Regions from separate parts of the Zea mays genome. Here regions 2, 3 and 4 are each linked to region 1. A link is a contact called in public Hi-C data. All regions are on one chromosome and are shown on one strand. The core of a region is the stretch at or near the end of the contact, and the rest is flanking DNA. Distances in the headings are between cores, read along the strand shown. Region 1 holds the start of LOC100272511. Region 2 has its middle 28 kb from the start of LOC100277341. Region 3 has its middle 7.2 kb from the start of LOC100277341. Region 4 holds the start of LOC100383171 (Cytokinin riboside 5'-monophosphate phosphoribohydrolase LOG3).

Region 1 (3,507 bases), core at 20-2,519:
GCGATGGAGGACTGAATAGAGACGGCGTGCCGATGGCAAATGTAGGAAACACAGCCACGCATGTTTGCGAAATAATTGTAAGAGCCTATGTTTTAGTGACTTGAGCGACTGAGTGAGGCTGCCAGCGCCTGGCTCGATCGGTGCAAGCAGGAGATCTTTTAGACCACATTTTTAGGCTGAAATATATTTTAGACTAATTTTTTGATTGAAAAAGACCTATATATAAAAGGATTTTTAGGCTCGTCCCGGGCCACGGCCCAGGTGGCCCGGGGGCCGGGGCCGAAATTCGCCCCTCCTCACACATGTTGTTCTTGACTGTTGTAACTCTAATTCATATGGACAAAACACTCTGGAGTAGAAGCCTGTACGGAATAAAGCAAACCAATATGGTGACGGTTCCACCCCTCGAATTCAATCGCCGCAATCCGCATGCAATCGTGTGCCGCGTTTACAAATGTGAGCCAGACCGCCCTAGCCCATGGCCTCCCATGATTCAGTTCATGTGCTTGAAACGGCGTGCGTCGGTTCACGCACGCTGTAAGGAGTTTGGAGATCGAATGGACATTCCACATGATGACCCGGTCCGTTTCCAGTCATGGTTTGCTTGCTTGTCCAGGAGACCAGACCACAAATGCGCGAGCTTTCTACACAGGGGCGAGCAGCGTGTGCTCTTCATCAGTCCAGCTGGACCCCGTCGCGGCAACTTTGGCTTCATGCATGCACTGGGCGCCCCCCATCTGTTTGGATCGCAGAAAATTTCGCTGGCCCCTAATAAAATATATAAAAAAGTGTTATTCCAGTACCTCGTCAGGTCCTTTCATAATTAATAAAAAAGAAAACAAACATTACTAGTAGTATTGGCACGCACTGTCTGAAACCGAGTAAAGTCTGTGGGCCAGTTGATGAACCAGCAGGAGGCTGTTGGACTGGCATCTGATCTGATGATGATTGATCATCTCGAGATGGATGAATGAATGAATTCATTCAAACAGACACGACCGTCAAAAACGGAACGGAGTAACCACCACCGCGCGTTGCCCGGCCTCACCCCACCGACAGCCCGGCAGGCTGGGCCCCGCGGGTCATGCTCTCCCGAACCCGATGGTGGTGGGAGTAGGTACTCGCTGTCCCGTGTGCCGCGCAGCTGTTCGCTGTTCGCGCGGGCGCGGCGGATCCGGTGGTGGGGTCGCGCTCCCACACTGGGGCCTGACTGTGGTGCTGTGCTACTGCAGCTGCAGCGGGGAGAGCGGCCCACTCATCAGTCATCACCACAACAAGGTAGAGGCGTCCGAGGCCTCGCCATAATTCCAACCCACTGTGTGTGCCGCTGTAGCAGCGCAGCGCAGCGCGCGCGCCACCACCGTCAACCTCCTGATCTCCCCGCCTCGCCGCCGTCGATTCTTCGCCGTCTTCCTGGGGCTCGGGGGCAGCCGGAGCAAGCTTGGGGGGGTGGTGTCCTCGGACCGACGACAGAGTCGTTGCCCGCGAAGATGCCGGCCCTGGTGTACATTCCTACTCCGCTTTGCCCGGTGCCAGAGCGTTTCTCCCGGAGTAGCGGTTGCGCCGCCTCATGATCTGCCAATTGGAACCCCTGGGCGTGCGCAGAGGAGGTATCGCTCGCTCCTGCTGTCTGTGTCCGTTTCGTTTCAATCGCGTGCTTTTCGTTCAGTTCCGTTTTGTGGGGGTTGCGTGGGGTGGTTTAGTACTTGGGTTCGCGCAAATAACGGGAGACGTTGCAGGTTGCTCTGCAGCTGGACAGTGATCGCGTTTGGTGGGTGTGGCGGCGGTGGAGGAAGACGACACGACGAAGACGAGGAGGTCAGGAGGCCATGAAGGAGGCGGGCGAGGAGAGGTGCCTTGACCCGCAGCTGTGGCACGCGTGCGCCGGCGGCATGGTGCAGATGCCCCCCGTGCGCTCCCGTGTCTACTACTTCCCGCAGGGCCACGCGGAACACGCGCACGGCGGCGGCGGCGCCACGGACCTCGCCGGGGCGCGGGCGCGACCTCTCCCGCCGCTCGTGCTCTGCACCGTCGCCGGGGTGCGCTTCCTGGCCGATCCGGAGACCGACGAGGTCTTCGCCAAGATCCGCCTCGTGCCGGCCGCGCCCGGCGAGGTGGAGTTCGGAGAGCCCCGCGAGTTCGGCATCGACCCCGAGGACGCCCGGGAGAAGCTGTCCTCCTTCGCCAAGACGCTCACGCAGTCCGACGCCAACAACGGCGGCGGCTTCTCCGTGCCGCGCTACTGCGCCGAGACCATCTTCCCCAAGCTCGACTACCGGGCCGACCCGCCGGTGCAGACGGTGCTCGCCAAGGACGTGCACGGGGAGGTCTGGAAGTTCCGCCACATTTTCCGGGGCACGCCGCGCCGGCATTTGCTCACCACGGGATGGAGCGCGTTCGTCAACCAGAAGAAGCTCGTCGCCGGGGACTCCATCGTCTTCCTGCGCACCGAGCATGGCGAGCTGTGCGTCGGGATACGCCGTGCCAAGCGGGTGTCCTGTGGTGGCATGGAGTGCATCTCTGGCTGGAACGCCCCGGTGTACGGGGCCTTGTCGGCGTTCTTGAAGGACGAGGAAGGTAAGATCACTAAGGGTCCTGGTGGGTACATGAGAGGCAGGGGGAAGGTGGAGATCACGGACGTTGTTGAGGCCGCAAGCTTAGCCGCGAGCGGGCAGCCATTTGAGGTGGTGTACTACCCGAGAGCTAGCACTCCAGAGTTTGTTGTGAAGGCTGCATCGGTACAGAACGCGATGAGGAACCAGTGGTGCCCTGGGATGAGGTTCAAGATGGCATTTGAGACAGAGGATTCGTCAAGGATCAGCTGGTTTATGGGGACGATAGCTTCTGCTCAGGTTGCTGACACAATCAGATGGCCAAATTCACCGTGGAGGCTTCTTCAGGTTTTGCTTCATCCCATGTTTCCCATACCTATATGCCATACTTCATTATGAACTGATGATTGCTACTTTTAACTTCCCGTTTGGGGTTAATAATTAATAGGTGTTAGTGTTTCTGGTACCCATAAAATGCTTAATGCCCTGTGAAATTAACTGCTGTTATGGAACTGTTGGTTCAATGTTAATATGGAACATGCAGCGAAATGGCCTCTAGCCGAGTTGGTTAGGTGGTCTGAGTATCACTCCTCAAGTCCTGGTTTTGACTCTCTGTGGGAGCGAATCTCAGGCTGTGGTTAAAAAAATTCCCTCGTCAGTCCCACGCTAAAGCACAGGTCTAACTCTAAGGCCCGGTCGCGGTGGTTTCTCACATGGGCTACGGTGCCACTGTGTATGAGGGTAGGGCAGGGGTTTGAAGGTTTTCTTATCCTGCGTGAGAATGTCTTCTTCTTAATATAATGACCGGGGGCTGTCTTACCCGCAGGTCGAGTTTTTTTGGTTCACACTAGAAGGTGCACCTGAAAGATGACCAACACACAGCGCATGGTGCTCTACCGTTTGTTGCTCACATAAACCATCTGTAAGCCTTCATTAAAAAAAATAAATTATGAAA
Region 2 (3,622 bases), core at 760-3,259, 130 kb after region 1:
GTTACAGATGCTATGTACAGAATTAATCGAACATTAGTTCACTTGATGGTTTTGGCCACGTGCGCTGACGAGGGTGGTTGCGCTGTTCCGGCGAGGTAGAGTTCGGGTTCTAGCTTCGAGGAGTTTGACTGGCCTCTGGGGAAGCCAATGGTGGGGCTCGATCGGGTGGAGAGGGGCTGGAGTGGGCGAACCACAGTGGCCACTACTCGAGGACAAATGGTAGGTGGTGGAGCTCACTGTGCTTAGGCGGTCACTAGCGGGCAAGGCTCGGGCACAGTTCGAGAGAGTGCGGAGAGTGAGACCGAGGGTCCGGGTCGACTTTATAGGTGCGGGGTGTGAGCGGGCATGGCTATGCCGACAGTGCGTGGGGGCGAGCGCGGGCGCGTGTTCGACCACGCTCTGGACGCTAGCCCTGGCCAAACACGTGGCGACAACCCGTTTTATCCCTTTCAAATGCTCATAGGTGTGGAGACCCAAGCGTTTCTTGGCAGGGATAAGGAGTTGTCACATCCCCAAGGTCGGTTTGTCTCAAGGGCCAACACTGAGGTAAATCTGGTGTTTTGATATGTCAAAAAGTTTGGTCCCGAGGCCATCTTATGGTATGGGTTAGATTAAGTGTTTAGGTACAACTTTGTCAATTGGAGTATGTGGTGTTGAGTTTTGGTACTGGGTGAACATGTTTGGTTTTGTTAGAGGGGTTGAAAATGATCTAAAGAAAAATCTGATTTTCTTTTGTTTCCCTCACTTGAGTGACCTTTTTGGGGATTTCGTAAAACCTATATGCGACATCTCCCTTACTAACTTTGGTAGGTGATTTAATGTGCTATAACTTTTATAAATGGTCCAAGTCATGATAATGTAATTCATATAACTTTCTTGCTCAGTTTATTTTGGTGCTTAATTTGCTAAAAGGCGGGGAACTTAGGTTTTAAGTATTCTCCCCCTTTGATGCGCATGATATGGCTATGGTAGGTCTTCTAAGATGGTCAATACTTAATTAGGGCATTGGTTCCCAAGTATCGTGTGTTTTGCTTAACTAACCCACATGTGATAGTAGGGCTTTGTGAGTTTGTTGAGTAGAAACCCTTAGTAACACATGGAGTGTTACACTACGACCCGCAAACGACCTCGTCTTGGAGCAAGGGGGCAAAACTCACCCAATCCACGAGGACACATGTCCCCATGCAAGATCGCCTTAGGGACATCCGTGACGTCCGACACATCTTTGACAACAGGCGTCGGGAGCAGGAGAAAGTTGAATAGCCACGCGAGAGGAGGCACGAGAGCAGCCCCAGCCCACCAGGACTGGCACCGCACGCTTTCTAGCGGTAAATCAGAGAGGCACAATTTCCCAAAAGTACGCGCGCCAGCAAACACAATTTAAGTATGACGGATCCACAAATCGCGACGTGTGGTTGGAAGACTAACACCTCGCATGCCGCATGGCAGGATCAAGATGACTGCCTCATCACGCTGGCTGCAGCGGTTGCCGCCAGCCAGCCCTCTCCCCTTGCATGGCGCCTGTAGGGGGCGCTCTACGCCCGCAGCGTTGCCCCCTGCAGGGCCCCCTACCGGCCGGTCCCCTTCTCTCTCCCTCTAGATTTAGCGTTTCACTATTCACACTCTTCAGACGGTTCATTCCTGTAGCAGTGGGTCCACAAGGAATTGTTAGTAGATAAAAAATTGATAGTAGTTGAAAATTAGATATAAGAAATGATATTTTATGGTTGTAGTGGTGTATAGGGGGAAAATATAGGGGGAATCGCTGCGGGAGATGAAAACATAGAGAATGAAATGCTGACGATGTGACACAAAAAATGATATAAAGAAAAAAAGGATAGCCTTATCCAATTTCTTCCCATACACCTTGAAGAGGGAGGTAGCTAGAGCCTAGCTCAAGCACTTGCAGAGGATTTTTTCCGGACGGGAGCGGCAACGTAAAGACTTGACGCTGCCGATGTATCCGTGGGCCGTCGCGTGCGTCACGCATCCGCGCGCGCTGACGTCTGGGCCGAGCCCGGCATTCAGCGGTCAAAGCCAATGATGGAGACCTGATGAAGCGGCTCTGCGGGTGTCGATCGATAGCACGTGCGCGCCATGCTCGGCCGCCGCTGCCTGCTGCTTCCCGCACACGGCGCCCTCGCTTTCCCTTCTAGACACACGCTCCGTGCGCGGGAGGGCGTAGTTGGAGGCGGGCGGAGCGACGCACGCTGCGTTCCCGGTCGCTGCCCCCCCCCCCCCCCCCCCCCCCCCCCCCCCCCCCCCCCCGCCCGGTCGTCGCATGCAGCCGGATGGTCACCATCATCGGCGTCGGCGTGCGTCTATTTCACTATCTTTCTCTTCGCCGACTCGCCATCGCCGTCCTGCGTCAATGTTGACTTCCTGCCATGACCACATCTTCTTGGACTGCTGCTGGGCACGTGCGTCATCGACGTGCTGGTGGTCTGGGTTTGAGCTGCAGCAGATCGGATTTCAGATGCAATACTGCATGGTCAAATATCGGAGAGCCCACGACTTAGTCACGGAGACGGCGCGTGATATATACTCAAGAGGATGGATTAAGGGCCTCTTTCAATCTCACGGGATAAACTTTAGCTTCGTATTAAACTTTAGCCATATGAATTAAAGTGTTAAAGTTTAGCTCCTTCAGTTGTTTAGACTACTCTAATAAACTTTAGCACATTACAATAAAAAGACATCCATATCCCTAATGCAGAGAGAGAATGAGGTTGAAGGGTATGGAGTGGAAAATGGAGTTCCCTGACCCATGTTTAGCTCCTTTTAGCACCCCTTGAGGAGCTTATGAGATAATAAATGTTAAATTTTATCACATCACTATTAGCTCTCCTGTTTAGATCACCAAATGGCTAAAAGTAGCTAAAAAAAGATACTAAAGTTTATCTCGAGGAATTAAAACAGGGCCTAACTAGTCGATTTTTTTAACGATGTGTTCCACTGCCGCCTAGAAGTAGTTAAGATCCGCCTAGAAGTAATCTATACTATACTTAAATCACAAGTTTCAACAGTCGTCACACGTCATCTTTTTACAAATAACCCCTCACAGTTATTTCAAATTAATCTGTTGCACGCCTATATATGGCCAAACGGCGGCCCAGCATGGGCCAGACGCTCGCGGGCCACAACTCCAGCCCATGCACGTCATGCTGGCCTGCTGACTGTGATAGGCCAGCCTGTCGGCCCATTTGATTAAATCAGAGTAAAATATTAAAAAGCGACGCATGGAGTGGGGTTCGAACCCATGCCCTAATGGACAAGGGCGGAAAACACTGGGTGAAGCTGTCTAACCAGTAGAACATAATGCTCAGATGTTTTTAATATTGAATATAAATTGTATATATGTATATACTTTTTTTAAAATAAAAAAAATATAATCGTGTTGGGCCGGGCCAGCACTACGGGCCGAGGCTACAGCCCAAGCACGGCACGACGTTCTTGGCTCTTGCAAGCATTAGTTTGTTTCTGAGACAACATTGGCGCAATGGACTCAATGGCGTTTGAGGTTGCCGAATTGGATGGAGCAACAATGATTTGTCACACTAACAGTAAAATGAAAGGTTATTTGTTGGTTTTAAACGTTAGTAATTGCTACGAAGTAGTATAA
Region 3 (3,240 bases), core at 72-2,571, 150 kb after region 1:
TAGCATTGATCAAGATTGCACACACAACATATACCAGACTCAAACAAATTAAGTAACGTAGAATCCAGATTCCAAGTTGTCGACATATATATATGTGAAATGCAACTATATTACTGAAAAAACATACAGAATTCTACTCTACATACTATATGGTCTAGGTACTATCTCTCTCTCCCCTCCCCTCCCCTCCTGTCAAAGGCAGTCTAACAGAAAGTGCAGATGAGAAGGCCATAAACCCCGTCCGGTTAACCTGAGCACCCAGAGGCCACAGCAGCTGATTATTATTATTAGTATATAGTCCGGCGGGAAGCGTCGCGATCGGCCGGTCGATCTCTCCGGGCCCACCCACGGAACCGAAGCATCGCAACGTGGCGGCGCAGAGGGCGAACAGTAACGCGAGCGCACAGCGTTCGTCTCCCTGCGGACGAGTGATGCAGGCAAGGCCATCGGAGCCCATTTCCTTTGTCGTCGCATGGGCCAAGTCGGCGCGTACTGAAGGAACAAGGAAAAGGGCCTAGCAATCGCTTTGCTGTTGGAAGTGGGCCTATTTGTCGCGAGCGTGCACATGCATGGTCATCACCCACGACGCAGTCCAGTCCTACGATATAGTACTAGTAGCTGAAAAGGCTGCCACCGTGGCCCAGCAGATGCTAGCTGTCCACGGTCCAGGCCACGCGCCGCCGCGCATGTCCACCACACTGGAATCTGACCGGCGATGGTCCGCCGTGTGGTGTGGCCACTGGCCACCGACCGACCAGCCACATGTCCGCCGGTCCAGGTCTCCAAGGACCCGCTCTAACAGTAACACAGTAGTGGAAGTAACGGAGTGTGGCAATAAAGGGGAAGAGCAATATGGCAAGGCAACGAAGGGAAACACGAAATTCCTGACGGGCATATATATTAAAAAAAAGGAAAAAAGCGGCATATTCTCAAAATCTTCTTAAAAGCTGTGTCTGCCGCGACGTCCGGTCGCCGTTTACGTGCGTGCGGTTGGTTCGGTCCTGAAACCGATATGCCGCGGGGCGCGGGCTCACACGCACACGCCGACGCCATATGTCGGCACGGCACACCCCTCGGGCCCAAGGAATCCCGACGCCATTGGCCTACCCAGTCGCCTCTTTTTCGCTCCCCGATGCCTCGTCGATCTCCAAATATACGCCACCGCGCCGTGGGTTGGCATGGCAAATGGCGAGAAGCGGCATTTTTTTCGGCTTGCTTGCTTGCTAGCTAGCTCTATAGCTGCTGAACAACACAAGAGGGGAACGGCACGACACGATCGATCACAAGGTGTGGTGGTGGAAAGGCATCGGTCAGTGGTGGTCACTCTGTGCTGTGCTGCCCTGTGCGCGTGCTCCGTCCGTTCCCTTGCCCAACCCTACGTACTGTGCACGTGTCAAGGACGGATGATTGACTGTGAAACACAGCTGTAGCTAGCGTTCGCTTTTCGTCTCTGTAGATGACGAGGCGCGTATACATAAGTGTGCGCCCACCCCCAATTTTTTGTATTTTGACCATTTTTCGGAAAAAAGAACACGTTTGGACCCTAAAAAATTTTAATAGCATTTTTGGACCCTTTGCTCGGCGCCATAGCCTATGGCGCCGAGGTAACACAGCTCGGCGCCATAGGTTATGGCGCCGAGGTACGTGATGCGTCGGCACAACTCGGACGCCGTGGCGTCGACGTGGAACCGAGCTCGGCGCCACAGATCTTGGCGCCGAGCTCGGTTGTGTTATTAAAATATTTGTTGCAGACATGAGCACAAAGTCCATCTAGCCCACTTGGTAGAGCACAAGGCTTCTAACCTTGTGGTCGTGGGTTCAAGTCCCATAGTTTGCATTTTTATTTGTTTTTTTTTATGTCGTTGGTGTGTCCCCTCAAATTTATTTCTCGCCTAGATTTTTTTTATCTTTGTTTTGTCACTGAAGTCAGTTCAGCTTATATAATTTACCTATACTTACACTGAAGTTTTGCTAAAAAATTCTAGCCATCTGTCCCTTCCAAGGTGTAAGGATTACTGCTACATTGAACAACATTTGAACTCTGAAAACAGAGAGAAATACAAAGACCAAAACATACTGAGAAAAAAATGATTGTTATTACCTGAGAATGCATTGCAACAGCACGACAAACGCCAACTCCAATAGTCGTCCTTTGTCCTACATTCGACAAAACAAGGAAATTATGTACCATATCACCACTGGTTTTTCTCGCAGCAAGACACTAAGCAGTACAGGGAATCATCAGTCACAAAAAATAATTAGGCCACCATAACTCGACAACATTGCATCACAAAAAAAATCTAGTTTTTCGATTACCTGCTTTCTCTGATGAATACATGCTCCAGCTGTGAAATGCCCCCATCTTAAAAAAACTCGACCTGTAAGGCATTATATTAAGAATAAGATCTGCAAAAGCCCCAAGACAAAAAAAAATATACCTAATGAATTATTTAAAAAAAATGAGTAGTGGCTAGATAAAAAAATCTAGGTGAGAAATAAATTTGAACGGACACACCAGCGACATAAACAAAAAAAACAAATAAAAATGCAAACAGTGGGGCTTGAACCCATGACCACAAGGTTAGAAGCCTTGTGCTCCACCAAGTGGGCTAGATGGGCTTTGTGCTTATGTTTGCGACAAATATGTTAATAACACAACCGAGCTCGGCACCAAGATCTGTGGCGCCGAGCTCGGTGTCACGTCGACGCCACGCGTCTGGGTTGTGCTAACGCAACACGACCTCGGCGCCATAGCCTATGGCGCCGAGTTGTGTTACTTCGGCGCCATAAGCTATGGCGCCGAGCAAAGGGTCCAAAAATGACATTAAAATTTTTTAAGATCTAAATGTGAATTTTTTTCCGAAAAATGGCTAAAATACAAAAAAATTCGGGCGCCCACCGCTCGTCACAGTGGCGTACGTGTTTATGTTGGAAAGAAAACCTTGTTCATCGTTTTTTTTCTCTCCTTTTTTTACTTAAATGAAGCTTGGTCCATCAGTGTTAATAATAAATGGAGAATTAGAGGTCCCGGTTTGTTTAGAGGCCCTGCCCCTGCTGAACAGAACAGCCACACCACACATCTCGCATTCTCGCTCCTGCGAGAGTCTACGGGCCTGGAGATACCCAAATACAATAAACAAGTCAGTCGTTGGCCTATACCGATACTACCGTTCTCACAATCATCGACATGGTATGGTAGTAGGTAGCTACCACTACCACCGACGACTTTTTATTACCCGG
Region 4 (3,263 bases), core at 7-2,506, 160 kb before region 1:
AATCATGAAAACCCCTAGCAAGTGTGCTCAATATTTTTAACCCAATATTTTACACTATACCCACATGATAAAAACACCATGCTTTAGATATTCTAGTCAAGTAATCGAAATCTCATACTATTGAGATATTGTGCTTTACTTTGTAAATTTGTCATTCTAGAAATATTGTAGTCTTCATTTTGTTCATTTTACATGTTGATGGCGTTCTATGCTTCTTCGTCTAGCCTACCTCCTATGTTAACAAAACTTTGCTCCGTATCTTTCTTATTTAAAATGTGCGGGCGCAGACTCAAGAGGAATATCACGTCGATGCTTTTCTATACTTGAGAGGTGGTAGCACTTACAATTCGAACAATCCTCTTTGCAATTGGTGGTCGATTAACTTAGAGGACTTTAGTTGCTTTGTTATGTATGAAAGACATCGTTATTACTTTAGTTGCTTCGTGATGTTTGTGCTACGTCACTAGATAAGTTTATCGGCATATGGAGACCGTCGAACTTATATCGCTTAATGTCATCGAGTTATCTTAACGGACTAATAATTTCGATAGAAAACCATCAGAATTAGTTTAATTTTGATGGTTTGCTCCTAATTTCGCCATCAAATTTTTATCAATTTTGATTTGTCTATTTAGATCCGTGCCCGCAGATGCAAAACTATAAAATAGGACATCAACTACACTGCGAGGAAAGTGTATAAATCATTATTTCTATATATATAGACACGTAAGGCAACACACATTCCACTTGGAAGAGTATAGTCTCTTTCCTTTTCCCCGAATTGCATAGTATAGATGTACGCATTAGCCTCAAGCTGTGATGTGGTGCACGGTTTTTGGCCCGAAAGTTTTTTTTGCAAATGTCATAATAATGATTTGAATTAAAGTAGATCTCTATCAGCGCACGAGTCCGCCCCATGATTATTATGCTTTTCCCAACAAAAAATTATAGGTTAGTATGAGCAAAGATAAGGAAGAGCACGCATGTTTTGCCTTGGCGCAAATTAATTGCACCTACCGGCAAAACCGATAAGCTAAGGTGAGTAGTCACCCGTCAATAGCCAACCAGCTGCTGCCCCCGTCAGTGTCACTGTAAAGCCAGCCATGTGCATGCATTTCTTTCCCCCACTCGTACAACACACGCACACTCCTGTCCGATCGACCCCGGGCGTCTCTCTCTCTCTCCTCTCCCCCGCGCTTTTATATAAGCCATGGGTGGCGCACTCGGTGTGCCGGGCATCAGCTACAAGCTAGAACAAGGCCATCCATTCCACCACCCTTGTAGTAGTGCGCGCTGTTCGCTTGCACTAGCTAGCCAGCAGCGTGCGCACCACCTCTCGCCGCGGCAGCGACGACGACGGGAGGCTTGTTGAGAGCTAGCTAGCTAGCTCAGCGAGTTCGAGAGCCTGTGTGCTAGAGAGACAGACAGAGAGAGAGAAAACATACTCCTCCTCTGCACACAGGGGAGCTAGAAGCTAGCGTTAATTATAGCACAGCTAGCCGCAACCGTCGCAGGATATATATATAGACGACAGCACCGATCGAGAGTAGTACGTGAGGCCGGCATGACGATGAGGCAGTCGAGGTTCAAGAGGATCTGCGTGTTCTGCGGCAGCAGCCAGGGGAAGAAGCGGAGCTACCATGACGCCGCCATTGAGCTCGGCAACGAGCTGGTATGGTACCCAACTCCATCCATATTCCATCCTCGTCGTCGTCGTCCCGCACCAGTAGAGCCGTGCTCGTGCGTGCGTGCAAAATTCGCCGGCGCGCGCGCCCGCTCACGCCACACGCGCGTTCACGAGCTAGCTACCAGTATAGTAATCTGTTCTCTGCATGCACACGCACGCACGTAACTACGCAGGTGGCCCGGAGCGTCGACCTGGTGTACGGCGGCGGCAGCATCGGGCTCATGGGCCTCGTCTCCCAGGCCGTCTACGACGGCGGCCGGCACGTCATCGGGTAAGCGAAGCCGCAGTCACGCCATCGCCGTCTCGCTCATCCCGAGACGACGAAGAATAATGTCTTTTTGTGTAGTAGTTCGCCGGCTGTTCCTGTTCCTATGCTGCTGTGCGCTGAATGCTGATCGCTTCTTCTTTTGTCATGTTGCTGCTGCTGCTGTCCACGCGCATGCAGGGTCATTCCCAAGACGCTCATGACACCAGAGGTATGTCTGCACGTACAGTACAGCACGCCTAGCACTCCTCGGCTTGTTTTTTAGCATTCCGAGTGCGTGTAGTAGGGGAGGGGCGCGTGGTGGTTATGAATGGGGGCATGGGAGTTTGGGCTAGCTCTGGCTGCTGGAGTCCCGGCCGGGGGACATGGCACTTGACGCTTTGAGAACTACTCCTACCCGGAGCGCAGGGAGGTAAACAAATTGCATGTTTTCCTTGGGCAGATAAGCGGCGAGACGGTCGGGGAGGTGCGGGCGGTGGCCGACATGCACCAGAGGAAGGCGGAGATGGCGCGGCAGTCCGACGCATTCATCGCCCTGCCTGGTACGTACGGGCGGTGGCAGCGCCGGCCTCTCATGCACGCACCATGCATGCATGGTGCACGTACAGTTCGTATAGCGTCGTTTTGCGGCAAATAATTGGTGACGCCGCTGCTGTGATGTTGTCCACCGGCCTCACTGGGAGTGGGAGGTGCACATCCGAACTTGAGCTAATGGTTTCACTGCGTGCGTTGCGTGAGTGCAGGAGGGTATGGGACGCTGGAGGAGCTGCTGGAGGTCATCACGTGGGCGCAGCTAGGCATCCACCACAAGCCGGTAAAACGCCTAGCTCTAGCTCGATCTCCCTGCACCGAGTCCGAGATCGACGACCATATGCCTTCCTCGATCTTCTCTCATGCATACATATATATGCAGGTCGGGCTGCTGAACGTGGACGGCTACTACAACTCGCTGCTGACCTTCATCGACAAGGCCGTGGAGGAGGGCTTCATCAACCCCAGCGCCCGCCGCATCATCGTCCTCGCGCCCACCGCGCAGGAGCTCATGGACAAGCTCGAGGAGTACGAGCCTTACCACGACATGGTGGCGTCCACGCTCAACTGGGAGATGGGCAACCTGCAGGGGTACTGACGATCGACACCACCACTGCGCATGCAAGAGCCCGCCAGAGAGCTAGCTAGGCAGTGCAGCTAGCGCGCGGCGCCTGAATCTGATGAAGCACAGCCGGGGAACGGGGCATTCGATCGGTGGATTATTAAGCAACGAGCGAGCTTAACTAGATAGCCGTCGTCAGCTACATTGGGATTTTCCTT

The links. A called contact is a pair of places that touch in the nucleus more often than the background predicts.
Region 2: a Hi-C map of leaf shows a contact between it and region 1, with 3 times the contacts expected there. The contact joins the enhancer-like site here to the promoter of LOC100272511 in region 1. A contact is called at or near these places in 2 of 25 Hi-C or Micro-C datasets (both in leaf).
Region 3: a Hi-C map of leaf mesophyll shows a contact between it and region 1, with 3 times the contacts expected there. The contact joins the enhancer-like site here to the promoter of LOC100272511 in region 1. A contact is called at or near these places in 3 of 25 Hi-C or Micro-C datasets (bundle sheath, leaf and leaf mesophyll).
Region 4: a contact with region 1 is called in a Hi-C map of ear, with 1.7 times the contacts expected there. The contact joins the promoter of LOC100383171 here to the promoter of LOC100272511 in region 1. A contact is called at or near these places in 6 of 25 Hi-C or Micro-C datasets (bundle sheath, ear, endosperm and 2 more).

The regions. Positions count from the first base shown.
Region 1 is chr5:29,002,939-29,006,445 of Zm-B73-REFERENCE-NAM-5.0, reverse strand. LOC100272511 reads left to right here and starts at 1,269. Exons shown (of 4, transcript NM_001348794.1): 1 at 1,269-1,610; 2 at 1,740-2,900. The coding sequence starts at 1,830.
Region 2 is chr5:28,869,273-28,872,894 of Zm-B73-REFERENCE-NAM-5.0, reverse strand. No RefSeq gene overlaps it. Among protein-coding and RNA genes, the nearest start is that of LOC100277341, 28 kb to the right of the region's middle. Within about 2 kb of position 2,009, at least 17 of the 20 cell types and tissues checked have an H3K27ac peak or open chromatin away from gene starts, as enhancers often do. A contact at or near this core is called in leaf, where this site is marked.
Region 3 is chr5:28,848,587-28,851,826 of Zm-B73-REFERENCE-NAM-5.0, reverse strand. No RefSeq gene overlaps it. Among protein-coding and RNA genes, the nearest start is that of LOC100277341, 7.2 kb to the right of the region's middle. Within about 2 kb of position 1,321, at least 20 of the 20 cell types and tissues checked have an H3K27ac peak or open chromatin away from gene starts, as enhancers often do. A contact at or near this core is called in bundle sheath, leaf and leaf mesophyll, where this site is marked.
Region 4 is chr5:29,165,789-29,169,051 of Zm-B73-REFERENCE-NAM-5.0, reverse strand. LOC100383171 (Cytokinin riboside 5'-monophosphate phosphoribohydrolase LOG3) reads left to right here and starts at 1,256. Exons shown (of 6, transcript NM_001175836.1): 1 at 1,256-1,672; 2 at 1,861-1,958; 3 at 2,133-2,163; 4 at 2,395-2,494; 5 at 2,696-2,766; 6 at 2,866-3,263. The coding sequence starts at 1,565. The coding sequence ends at 3,081.